Regions from separate parts of the Mus musculus genome. Here region 1 is linked to region 2. The links are chromatin contacts, called in public Hi-C maps. All regions are on one chromosome and are shown on one strand. Each heading gives the region's core, a stretch centred on a gene start, on an enhancer-like site or on the middle of the called end of the contact. The rest is flanking DNA. Distances are from core to core; before and after follow the strand shown.

Evidence for each region. A called contact is a pair of places that touch in the nucleus more often than the background predicts.
Region 1: a Hi-C map of cerebellum shows a contact between it and region 2, with 1.6 times the contacts expected there. The contact joins two enhancer-like sites. A contact is called at or near these places in 2 of 484 Hi-C or Micro-C datasets (the N1E-115 cell line and cerebellum) and 2 of 115 datasets of contacts at active chromatin or transcription factors (both in embryonic stem cells).

What each region holds. Positions count from the first base shown.
Region 1 is chr19:43,470,980-43,477,263 of GRCm38.p6, reverse strand. It overlaps Cnnm1 (cyclin M1), which reads right to left. Exons shown (of 12, transcript NM_001373992.1): 5 at 5,316-5,415; 6 at 4,840-4,887; 7 at 1,022-1,084. Among named protein-coding and RNA genes, the nearest start is that of Cnnm1, 34 kb to the right of the region's middle. Within about 2 kb of position 5,028, at least 11 of the 459 cell types and tissues checked have an H3K27ac peak or open chromatin away from gene starts, as enhancers often do. A contact at or near this core is called in cerebellum, where this site is marked.
Region 2 is chr19:42,899,973-42,905,652 of GRCm38.p6, reverse strand. All of the region lies in intron 9 of Hpse2 (heparanase 2), which reads left to right. Among named protein-coding and RNA genes, the nearest start is that of Hps1, 120 kb to the right of the region's middle. Within about 2 kb of position 2,827, at least 30 of the 459 cell types and tissues checked have an H3K27ac peak or open chromatin away from gene starts, as enhancers often do. A contact at or near this core is called in cerebellum, where this site is marked.

The DNA.
Region 1 (6,284 bases), core at 3,779-6,278, 570 kb before region 2:
AGGGAACGATGGACTTCATTCTTTCTAGTACAGAAGGAATCTGGGGTCTGGGCAAGGGAGTAGAGGCAGAGAGAGAAAGGGGGCAGAGTAGGCCAGGATGTGAGAGGAGAGAGAAGGGAAGAGAAGGAACACTTGGGGAGCGAGGAAGAAGGTGGAGGGAGGGAGAGAGGGAAAGAAGGAGAGTGGAGAGGGAGGGAAGAGAGAGACAGAGAGACAGAGACAAAGAGGGAGGGAAAGAGAGGGAGAAAGGGATGGAGACAGGGAGGGAGGGAGAGGGAGGGAGGGAGAGGAAGGGAATGGGCTTGTTAACTTCAGGAAAATTTTATCTAATACATTCCTGCTTTGGTCTGCACTCCATGGTACTAAGAGATAAACTTCTAAAGATAGAAACAACAGAAACAGCCATTTAATTATTCAACTTTGCTGTACCCAATGCAGTCATTGGGTTACTGAGTACTCTCATAGGTTTCACTAGATTTAACAAGAAAACCGTCAAGTTTTATATCATTGACATGAGGTGCTACACCAAATGGAAAGGTATGTGGGCACTTTTACATACAGTAGTAACCTCCGTAGGTGCAGAAATGAGCGTACTATCACACAGTGGAGTACTAAGACGAGGGGGATGGGTTAGCAGCTAACTACAGGGAAGCAAAGGTTGAAGCAAACGGGATGCTAGGCAGGTAGGACAGTGTTCCATCATTTCCTCTGTCTCTTCTGCACTTTTTATCCCCCCACTCGGCAAGAGTCAAATTATGTGGGAGAATGTACATTACTTCTCACCTCAAACACACACACACACACACACACACACACACACACACACACACACACACACACCCTGGCAGGAAAATTCCTGACACTGTGCAAATGAGTTATTATTTGTGCGATGCTTTATGTCTTAGTCATCCAGGAGCCTGCGGGTAGGGGCCAGTTCTCATGCAGGACAGTGAAAGGGGACCAAATGCCTCCTGCTAACCCGACTGGATCTACAGAGACCAGAGATACTCTGCATGTTTACCTGGGGAGCCTGCCAGAGAGTCCCCTCTGCTGAAGGCGAAGGTACGAGACACAGAGACGGGCACTAAGGAGTAGGGGTCAAGGGCATGTGAGTGGCAAAAAGGAGATAAACACAAAAGAAGAGAGACAAAGCAAAGAGGGTGAGACCGTCTGTTCCCAGTTCTTCACAATAGCACATTTCTTGGCAAAAATAAACCTTGCTTTGGAAAGCACAGGGATTCTATGTTTATGGAGTCACTCTCCAGAGAGACAAAATAAAATGAACTCCACTGAAGGTCTCCTGAGAGGAAATGTAATCACCTCAGCGAGACTCACAGATGCCAGGGACTAACACAGCCAGTGCCCTTGGGGAGAGCACATGAGCAGCCTTCTCTCAAGCTGGCAAGTCTGCTAGAGGCCAGCACTGTGCCCTGCCCTCTGCTCTCCCAGTGGCCACATGTAGCCTGTTCAACTGCAGGAGAGCACTCGGTTAGACATTCAGAGGCCAGGATGCTCCCATGAGGACATCTGCTAGGAGGCTGGATCCTGCCCTGGCTCCCAGGTGCTGCTCTTTGCTCAGAGACCTTAGGCAAAGGCAGGGCAGGATTCTAGTGGCACAACTGTGAGTCAACTTTATGAATCAAGTCAGGTGGTTTCTAGAGAGCACAAGTTCCAAAGCACCTCTTTCTTTTCTTCTCTTTTCTCCCCCTTTCTCTGTTCCCAGCCCTGGCCATCACTCATAGCTTCGGTCCTTTCCTCATGTTAATCCTGATGTGAACTTACACAGGACTCTGTCTTATCTGGTCATTTTCACAACCCCTTCCCAGGACCCAAGTGAAACCGATCTACAGGATGAAGGCACATGAAATCGGAGGCTTCTGGGTCCTTATCTCCTACAGCACAGATTTGATCTCAAATTATTTATCCAAGCGGGGGAAGAGGAGGAGGTTTTATACCTACCTGGGGACCATTCTGCCATAGGATGTTAATGAGTGTCTGAACTGGCCTCTGTTTGGAGACGCACTGGAGCAATAAACCCCAGTCTCCGGGAGAATCGGTTCTTCCTAAATTAAATTCTACTCTGCTAAGCAAATGGAAGGCTCCTTCTCCTCGGCCCCTGCATAGGTCTGTGTGCTTCTGTGATACCTGGGCTCGTGTGAGGCTTCTCTAGAAAGCCAGGCTCCCTCATCATGGGCTCGAGGATTTCTTGGCGATCGAAGTCAAGATAAAGAATAGAGTGCTAGCTGGGCACCATGGCACGCAGATGGAGGCAGGCAGCTCTTTGTGAGTTCTGGTCTACATAGCAAGTTCTAGGCTAGTGAGACCCTGCCTCAAAGAGGGACAGAGAACAGAGTATGGATTGTGCTTCCTGAGGCACACTCAGGAACACCTGGGAGAATCTCTGTAACGTCAGGTTCAACACTGAGACACAAATCACAGGTGTTGAACTAGGTCAAGACCCTACAAGAGTTGACTGCCCTGTGGTGTGGCTTAGGTTCAAGCTCCTCCTCCCAACTACATGCTGATGTTCCTGGCTGGTAAAATGTGGAGCTGGGGGGCTGGCGAGATGGCTCAGCAGGTAAGAGCACTGACTGCTCTTCAGAAGTTCCTGGGTTCAAATCCCAGCAACCACATGGTGGCTCACAACCACCAGTAATGAGATCTGACACCCTCTTCTGGTGCGTCTGAAGTCGGCTACAGTGTACTTATGTATAATAATAAATACATTAAAAAAATGTGGAGCTGGGGGCTCTTGGACCTTGACATCAGCACCAGCTCAGAGAACAACGTTGGGGTGGGGGTGGACTTTGCATTTAGCTCACACTTCACTTGGGGTGGGGGGGGGGGAGGATTTGATGGAGGACAGACAACCTCTTTTCCCCTACTGGGCAATGTTCTTTGTCTTTCCTGAGAATGTGTGTGCAAAGGCTCAGAAGCATGGGAAAGAAAAGAGAACGTAATGCTTCCCTCTAGTTAGTTAAATACAAAGTATAATGACTCATGTATATGAAGATGCCGTGGTAAAACCCATCGCTTTGGATGCTATCTTAAAAACTTTAATAAAATGGGCGGGGGGGGGAGACTATGGTTGCAAGTTTACTCTTCTCACTGATAAAACTGAGGGATTTTTTTTAGAGAACTAGGATCAGAGGAAGTCAGGTAATATCTTCCCACTTGACATTGTTTTTAGTTTATTTATTTGTGTGTCTGCGGGTAGGTGTGGCATAGCATGTGGGTGAAGGTCAGTTATCTTCTTTTCCAACGTGGGCTCCAGGGTAACAAACTCAGTCTCATCTGACTCAGCAGCAAGGGTCCGTTCCTGACGGACCCTCTTTTGTTGGGCCTTTTTAAAGAATGTCATATGAACTGGGGAGGGAAGGAGGTGGCGAGATCTATGATACTCTTTGTTTTCTGTTTTTCTTTATTCACAGCTCTTTTTGAAGAGCCAGAGCAGAGCCAGAATTTCTAGGTAGCATCTTTTTTTTTTTTTCCAAGACAGGGTTTCTCTGTATAGCCCTGGCTGTCCTGGAACTCACTTTGTAGACCAGGCTGGCCTCGAATTCAGAAATCCGCCTGCCTCTGCCTCCCAAGTGCTGGGATTAAAGGCGTGCACCACCATACCCGGCCTCTTGGTAGCATCTTAACAGCCCTATCATGTCCATACAGTGACTGAATTCTGGACCACAATGATCTAAAAATCTGTATCCATTGTGCTGCGTGAAATAGTCATGAAACAGGAGATGTCCCATCCAGGCTAAGTTATCAATTGGCTAGGTGATTTGGGACAAATCATTTCTTCACCTTTCCTTATTAGAATTTTAATTAATAAACTTATTTATTTATTATCTATTTTTTGTGGGGCTGGGATTTGAACTCAGGGCCTTGACCTTACTAGACAACTACTTGGCCACTGCTCTATACACCCTGCCCTTTTTTCTCATTCTGAAGTGACATTTAACTTGCTGTTCTTGGCCTATGATGCTTCAAAGCCTTCAGATAAATTCAAATATAAAAACACTATGTAAAAATCTCTTTTATGATGAAAGGAAATACCCCACTTGACATTAAAGTGGCCACTGCAAAATTTAAACCAATGAATCTAAAGGAATTCTAGAGAAAATTCTTTCTAGATTACATTCGGATCACAATCGAAGCCATGCTTTCTACACACAAACACACTGATTCTGCACAGAAACTAGCAAGAAGGTAGCACACAGAAGGGCAGTTCAAGCCAGCCACCAGCCCTGTGCCAGTCCGCACGCACCCCCAAGCTGCATGCATGGCCAGCTGGCAGCCACCTTGTCGCCGACAGAAAAGCTGTAGGCAAGGAAAGAGCAATGGCTAAGCAACAGATTTCACTAGCCTTGAGCCACAACACCAAACGCCACAGTTACCTTTTCCTAAGGACAAACATCATAGACCAAAACCAAAACCAAACAAAATATTATAGCACTTCAGATAAAGGCCAAGGGTGAATTACCATCGCACAGAAGGAAAAGGACGGCCATCAGAGCATACAGCTCAACTTCCTGCATTCCCTGACAAGTGGCAACTCATGATGCCCCCCCCCCCCCCCCAAGCCACACTTCCGCTCATCCCTTGTGCAGTAACAGAGAAGCCAAGGCACACATTCCAGGCACACAAAAGCTAAGCCTCCGTGCTCTGTGGGTACCTGGTGGGAGGCAGTGTTCCCGGCAGAGCATTACAAGGAAGCTGCCGGCATTCAGCCATTCTCGTTAACCCAGCCCATGTTCAAATAGCCTGGTTCAGGTTCCCAGAGTGGGCTGAGGCAGGACCATGGCAGGGAAGACATGAGGAAGGGGTTTGAGAGATACATACGGAAGACAGAGGATCCAGCCAGACTTCCAACCTTCCGCACGTCATTATCTAAGGACAGAAGGGTGCAGTGGGTTTCAGAAGTAATTCAGAAAACAGAATGTCTCATGGAAATCTCCACTTCTACTCCACCCCAGCACCAATTAGCCCTGCAGGAATCAGGCAGGAAGGAGGGTAGTAGGGAAGAGCGTGAAACAACGTGTCCTTTCTTTCGGAAAAGCCGGGTCTCCACCCCAGCACTTGCTACAAGATTACCTTTTCCACCCCCACCTCAGTTTTCTTCCTCTTAAAGCCAAACAAAATCTGAAGTTATTTTTATGCCGTCTTTGCACAGAAGGAAACCCGAGCCAAGGAAGCGAAACAGCTTATTTTGAAGGTGTTTAACAGGAGTCAACACAAGAGTCGTGACTTCCGCCTAGATCTTTCTTGGTGGGCCCCACTGCTTCCCTGATAAACTCCCGGCTTAAGAACTAGAATACCTGAGCAAGCGCTGGTCATGATGGCTGGAACACCATAGTAGGTAAAGGCTCCGTTCTCAAAGCGAAGGCCTTCCTTACCAACCTCCACTTCCACTTTCCCCTGGAGAGAGAAGGAGGGTAAGGAACTTACTGAGGCTGGGATGGGCACTTCCAGGTCTTCCAGGTTCCCTCAGACCCCAAGGACTTTTGTGGGCACGGACAAATGGACTCACATGATCACAGGGAAGTGTTAATTCTGCCTAGATTTCCTTTACAGAAACACAAGCTCCGACTTCAGAAGCCCCTTGCAGTGAATTCACAGCTTTATCAGCCCTAAAGCAGCACGTGGTCCTGAATAACGAAGCTCTCCTGCTACACTGTAGCTGCCTTTCGAGGACACAGGCCTAAAGCACCAGTAAGCCAGAGCATAGTAAACAGCTTTACTGACTCAGTGTCCCAGACGAGACCATTTCTGGGTCTGGCTGAGATAGAACCTGCTCTTGTTGAATTCACCACTGGTGACAGTGATAACTAGCATTCATTGTCAATGATAGCAATAACTACCATGAGTGTAGAGCTGCATTTATGCAGCTGTTACTGTTATGTGCACCTGTGGATTCTCAGTCAACCCTGCAGGGTTTCTCTGTGTAGTCCTGACTGTCATGGAACTCACTGTGTAGAGCAGGCTGGCCTTGAACTCAGAGATCTGCCTGTCTTTGCCTTCCAAGTGCTGGGATTAAAGGTGTGCACCACCACGCCTGGCACCTTGGCATTTTTCAAAATAAATACTTGCAAACGGGAGGATTAGGAATTCTTGACAAAATATCAACAGTTGTTGAAGCTAGGTAATAGTTACGTTTTTTCCTTCTTCCTACTTTTTGGCTAGTTTTCCATAATAAAATGTTTAAAATGAACATTGCCACCTGGCATATGTAACATTTTTATGTCCAGTTGACAGATGGATTGATTCAGGCTCAGAGAGGTTCACTG
Region 2 (5,680 bases), core at 1,578-4,077:
CAGGGCCCCTCAGGCCACGTCCCACACCACCCTTCCCCCTTGTCTTTAACTTTTCACCTTTCCACTGTCCCGCTCTGGCAGGCCTGTTCCAGTAGTACCTGTCAAAGGTAAGAGACAATAGCAGGATAGGACAGCACTGTGAACATGGTTTCTAGGAGTTAGGGTGAGGGAGAGAAACAGAAGATTTTAGGGCAGGGAAACTATTCTGAATGATACTAAACAGTGGGTTGCTTCTGTGCCAATCCCAAACCACAGAATGGGCACCACAGATAAACCCTACTGTGAAGTGTGGACTTTCCATGTCACTGATGGAAGGTCACCAAGTGTGAAGGCTCCACTCTGACACTGATGATGGTGAGAGCTGATGATAATGGAGGAGGACTTGAGGACAGCACCTAGGGGCATCTCTGTATCTGTGGGTCCGTTTCTGCTGGACCTGAAGTCTTCTCTTTTACAACAAAAGTTCAAAAAGGTGGGGTGAAGAAGGGAAAGGGGGAAGGCGAGGAGCAGAATGAGAATGGTTCTACTCTGCTGTTTTGCTCAGGAAATAACTTTTCAGCCACATCCCTTGTTCCTCTGTAGCTTTCTGCTAGCAAAGTGGCACCTCCTTCTGCCGTGAGCCTGTCTTCCTGAGGAAAAGAGCACATGTTAGTTACGCCATGCCCATGTGTTGTCACAGGCTCCGCCCTTTCCCCTGATGACCTGCCACTGGGAAAGAAGGGACAAGTGAGTCTCCACAGCTAAGCAATCGGTTGTGAGCTCCCTCGGGAGTAGCCGGTGTTTGTGTACATTCAGTGGACAGAGGCCAGACCCACCAGCCCGGGCACTTCTCCTCCAAGAGGGTTTTGGAATTCAGCTTGTTGCTTTTTTTAAGTGTGATTTACAGAGCTTTCAGGGAGAGGAATGGGGAATTACTAGTCAGCATCTTCCTAGCTCCCACGCTAGGACAGCAAAAGGAGTCTTCACACAGATATAATTCAATTTAGAAAAGTGAGCTCGGAGTTCTATCACCATTGTGTGGATATACATATAAATAAGACATGGTCTCCCATCTGCAGAGTTAGTAACCCACTGTGTGTTTGCGAGACTACAGCTCAGTCTTGCTTAGAGACCAGTGTAAAGAGCTCTATCAGGCGTGTAACATGTCCAACCTGGCCATAGTGGGGCAGCTGTGTGCTAGCAGCACTCATCTCTGCTTATTATCCTGATGAGTAACAGCAAATACTTGACAGCCCTGTGCACATCGGTAGAGCACTCTCTGTCTACATTGTTCTGGAGTATAATTGTCAGTCATGGGTTAGAGCACTGCTCAGAATCCTATAATGAAATTAAACCTATGGTTGCAGTCACCATAGCAACATATTCAGAGCCAAACGGTCACTGTTCAGATGTCATTTAGCTTTTGGAATGAAGCTCTGCCTTTTACTATTGCCAGTCTGGCATACTTGGCTAGCCTGTCATTTAATTCTAAGAACACGCTTTTTGTTAAGGAACCCATCTTTCTTTTTCCCCTTTTAAGATGCTGGAGATGGTTACCCCTAGGCACAGCATGGCTTAGATGCAAACACGGGATCCGCTCAGGGTAGCCTTTCTTCAGGAGAAAGACCTCATCACAAACCCACACCCCAGTGCCGCTGGATACACTGAGACTTGAACCACCCAGCCCGGGAGCAGCACAGCCTAGGCCTGAGACAAGATTGGTGGGTCCGAGCTCTACCATTAATGAAGTGTGTCTTTGGGTTCTGGCTTCCCTTTGATTGAGCTGAAGTGAGGATAAACTACCTCACCTGTGAACCTCCACAAGTCATTGTCAGTATACTTTAGAGAATCATTTAAAGCATACAATTTTGATTTTGCATTTACATGAAGTATGGAAAATTATTGGATGGGACTATATCTCAGAGCGAGACAATTGCCCGCACATTTTATTCCTTCTTTGTAGACCTCTTGTTGCTGTAATCAATAATACTGCTTTTTTTTTTAATCTGAAAAAGGAGTTCTTTATTTTTAACGATTGTGGCTGAATTAAAGTCTGCCTTTAAAATATCCAAGTTAATATCAATCCCCACCTCTGTATGTTCCATTTACTCCCGGGGACTTATCACACTCGTCATATCACATATCACATATCACACTCGTCATATTGCTGAACGCTGTGCTGGAGGCAGCACAGTCTGACTTTAAGAAGCTGGCACCACAGATACAAACAGATGTTAAATAGATTAAAAGGGACCATGGCAAAAGCCATTTTAAAGGATAGGAAAGAAAACAAAAGTCTGACTGATGGAGGCAGCAAGGATACCCAGGAAGGGTTTTGGGAGATCCTCAGCAAGTGGCCCGTTTGGGCTGGGGGAAGAGCATCCAAACACAAGCAGTAACATATACAGAAGCACTCGATTTCCAGTGAGTCATGGTAGATGGATTATGAATAATTATCACCAGCAAGTTTTTCCCATTGCTGTCCCATGGCCACACAGGGTGTGTGAAATTGAAGAACTCAAAAGCTAAGAACCTGGGGGTGGTGTGGCAGGGGAGGAGCAAACCCAGACACACTAGCCTATGACCTGTTTCTTAGTGTGACCTTTCTTCTCTCTCTTTTCTTTCCCGTGGGATCCATCAGGAACATGAAAGAATCCAAGTGTACCTGTTTAGGGATAGCTGTGATGTGAAATTCAATCCTGTCATTAGGGGCCCTAACAAAGACTTTTCCATGTGTAGCCTTCTTTGTGGGAGCCTACTGCTGCTGAGAGAAGGGCAGCCTTGGCTGTGGGATCAATCGCTGGAACCCAGGCTGCCTCCGTCCATGGCCAGAGCACTGGGCTGCATGCCCAGTGAACAGGACTCGCTTCTTTTCTCCTCTGTGTCTCTTAGCCCAGGCTTTGAGCTCAGAGCCTTGTCTGACCAGGCAGGCCGCACTTAGCCATTGATGCCTTTGCAAAAAGCTTCTCTGATTATTATTCTGCCTTCCCTCATCTTTTTTCTATTTATCGACTTGAGCAATATGCACAGTATGTCAACAACACACACTAGTGTTTGTAACAGCTCACCCCTCTGGGATGTACAAACAGCTCTGAGTGTGGAGCAGATGAGGCTCAAATGCAGCACTGTGATTTTCTAGTCACATGAGCCTGTCAATGGCTTTTGTTTATGAAGTGACTTTGTAAGATATAAAAGTGAAAGCCACAATAATAATTCTTAACAATAACACGAACATAACTGAGAATCTTTGAATATTTGTATAGATCTATGGAAATGGATTCAAGTAATGATGGATAAAATATGAAATGTAAATTTTTAAAAATTAAATTGCCAGAAAACTAAATGAAGAAAAAGGAAAGCTGCAGTTCCTGAATTTGAGAAGAATTGACTGCAGATAGCTAAAGATAGCAAACTAAATATTCTATATTTTCCCTCCTGCAAAGATGCTGCCTAACTTTCCCAGTGAAAGCAATCAAGGCCTTGACAGGGCTTCAGTGCTGAATCTAACACCTTCATGTAGTGTTTATGCATGGCCCAGTAAAACCTGGAAACCATAAGATGTCACATCAAAGTGCTAATGGTGGCATATTATGTAAATCACTGAGTAGCAAGAATTGAGAATCTCACTCTGCCATCGGCCATTTATATTGTCCCAGATTGCAATACTGGAGATCACAGCTCCTGTAGACTGTGTAGCAACCTAAGTAAATCAGAGAGAAGTGACCGCGGCATCACTGTGTCTGAGCTCAGGACATGCTGTGCTCCTGGGAAACAGCCTGCATGTGAAGATGAGCAAGGTCGGCTCAGGACAGAGAAGAGCCAGATCTTGCCTAAGCTGCTCAGCTTACCCAGACCAGAAAGAGAGAGGAAACAAAGAAAGATATAGAGGGGGTGGGGGAAGGGATAAATACCCTTTAGAGGGTTAGAAGGCTTTCTGGTGAGTGTCACAGACAGACAAACTTAAGGTTATTTCACCAAAGACACTGCTGTATTTATGACAGACAGCAATTCTGGAACCAACAAGAAGTTCCTGATTACTGACTGTTAGAACCAAAGACAACGTGTCCTTCTCTTAAGTCTGTTTCTGTGATTTAGTATATATTAGTTTTAAGTGAAAATTCTTTCTAAAAATAGAACATCTCCGGATTCAGCACTCAGCACACACATATGCACACGCGCATACACATGAATATTCATATGCACACATGCATGCATGTACATACATGCATAAAAATTAGGGCAGAGCTGGGCGTGGTGGCACACGCCTTTAATCCCAGCACTTGGGAGGCAGAGGCAGGTGGATTTCTGAGTTCGAGGCCAGCCTGGCTACAAAGTGAGTTCCAGGACAGCCAGAGCTATACAGAGAAACCCTGTCTCGAAAAACCAAAAAAAAAAAAAAGGGCAGAAAGGTGATTAAAGAAATGGTAATAAAAATGTGGGAAAAGAAGTAAATATAAATTCTGGTTTTGAGTTATTTAAGTATACCCCACAATTTATAAATTCTCAGAACTCTATCACAGCCATCAAATACTTCTGTCACTAACTTTGAACTCTTGGCATTATCTTAATTCATCTCAGATTTGGTTTTAAGCACAGCAAGGACTGAACAAAATACAATGTTTTCACTTATTCTAGACATTAGAATTAGTGGAATGGAGGCTGTGGAGGGTGTGGTTATGGAGCCTAAGAAGTCACTTAAACTGCCTACTTCCTATGTGACTCTTCTCATTCACAAGAGACCACTTCTCAATGTCATGGCCACTCAAAACCAAAGTCTGTGAAATATCAACACGACGTACGCTCAGCAGGGAAAGCTACATAGTACACTGAACACTGAATTAGTGCGAAGACTCTTTACCCTAAAGGCCCTTTAGGTTTATTTTTTCCTGCTGGTAACCTAGTTCAAACTTTAATAACTGATTTAGAGAGCTCCCACAGCCACCACCACCACCACCAAAAAAAAAAAAAAAAAAGCTATGAAAGCAACTTAGGCATCATCATTCAATAGATCCATGAAGTTTGCATTTTTTTCTCTCCCAAAGTTTTTCAGAATTGATTCTTCCTAGAAATGGGACAAGCTGAGTTCGTCTTTCTATTTAAACAGGTATTGAATGTGCAGGGGAAGAGAAGGACACAGATACTATTTCACCACAAAAACAAAATAACATTGGAGGGTGTGTGTGTGTGTGTGTGTGTGTGTGTGTGTGTATGTGGTGTGGTGTGTGTGTGTGTGTTTGTTTTAAAGGGGGAGGGGTATTAGAATAGCTTCCAGGCTGTGGACTGGCTAGCCTAACAGTGGCTATCTCCTGATAGAAATACCAAGAATCCAGTAGATGTTCAGTCCAGGAGAACGTCTCATCTAGTCTTCAGTCTACATTGGAATCCCAAAGAAGTAGGTTCTAATGCCAGCAGAATAATGCCTCAGAAGCAGGATAGATGAGCTAACTAGCCAGTAAGAGTGAGAACAATGCTGACAGGAGCCTGATATAGCTGCTTCCTGAGAGGCTCTGCCAGTGCCTGGCAAATACAGAAGTGGATGCTCACAGTCATCCATTGGACGGAGCACAGGGTCCCCAATGAAGGTGCTAGAGAAAGTACCCAAGGAGCTGAAGGGGTTTGCAGCCCCATAGGAGTAACATCAATATGAACTAACCAGTACCCCAAGAGCTCCCTGGGACTAAACCACCAACCAAAGAAAACA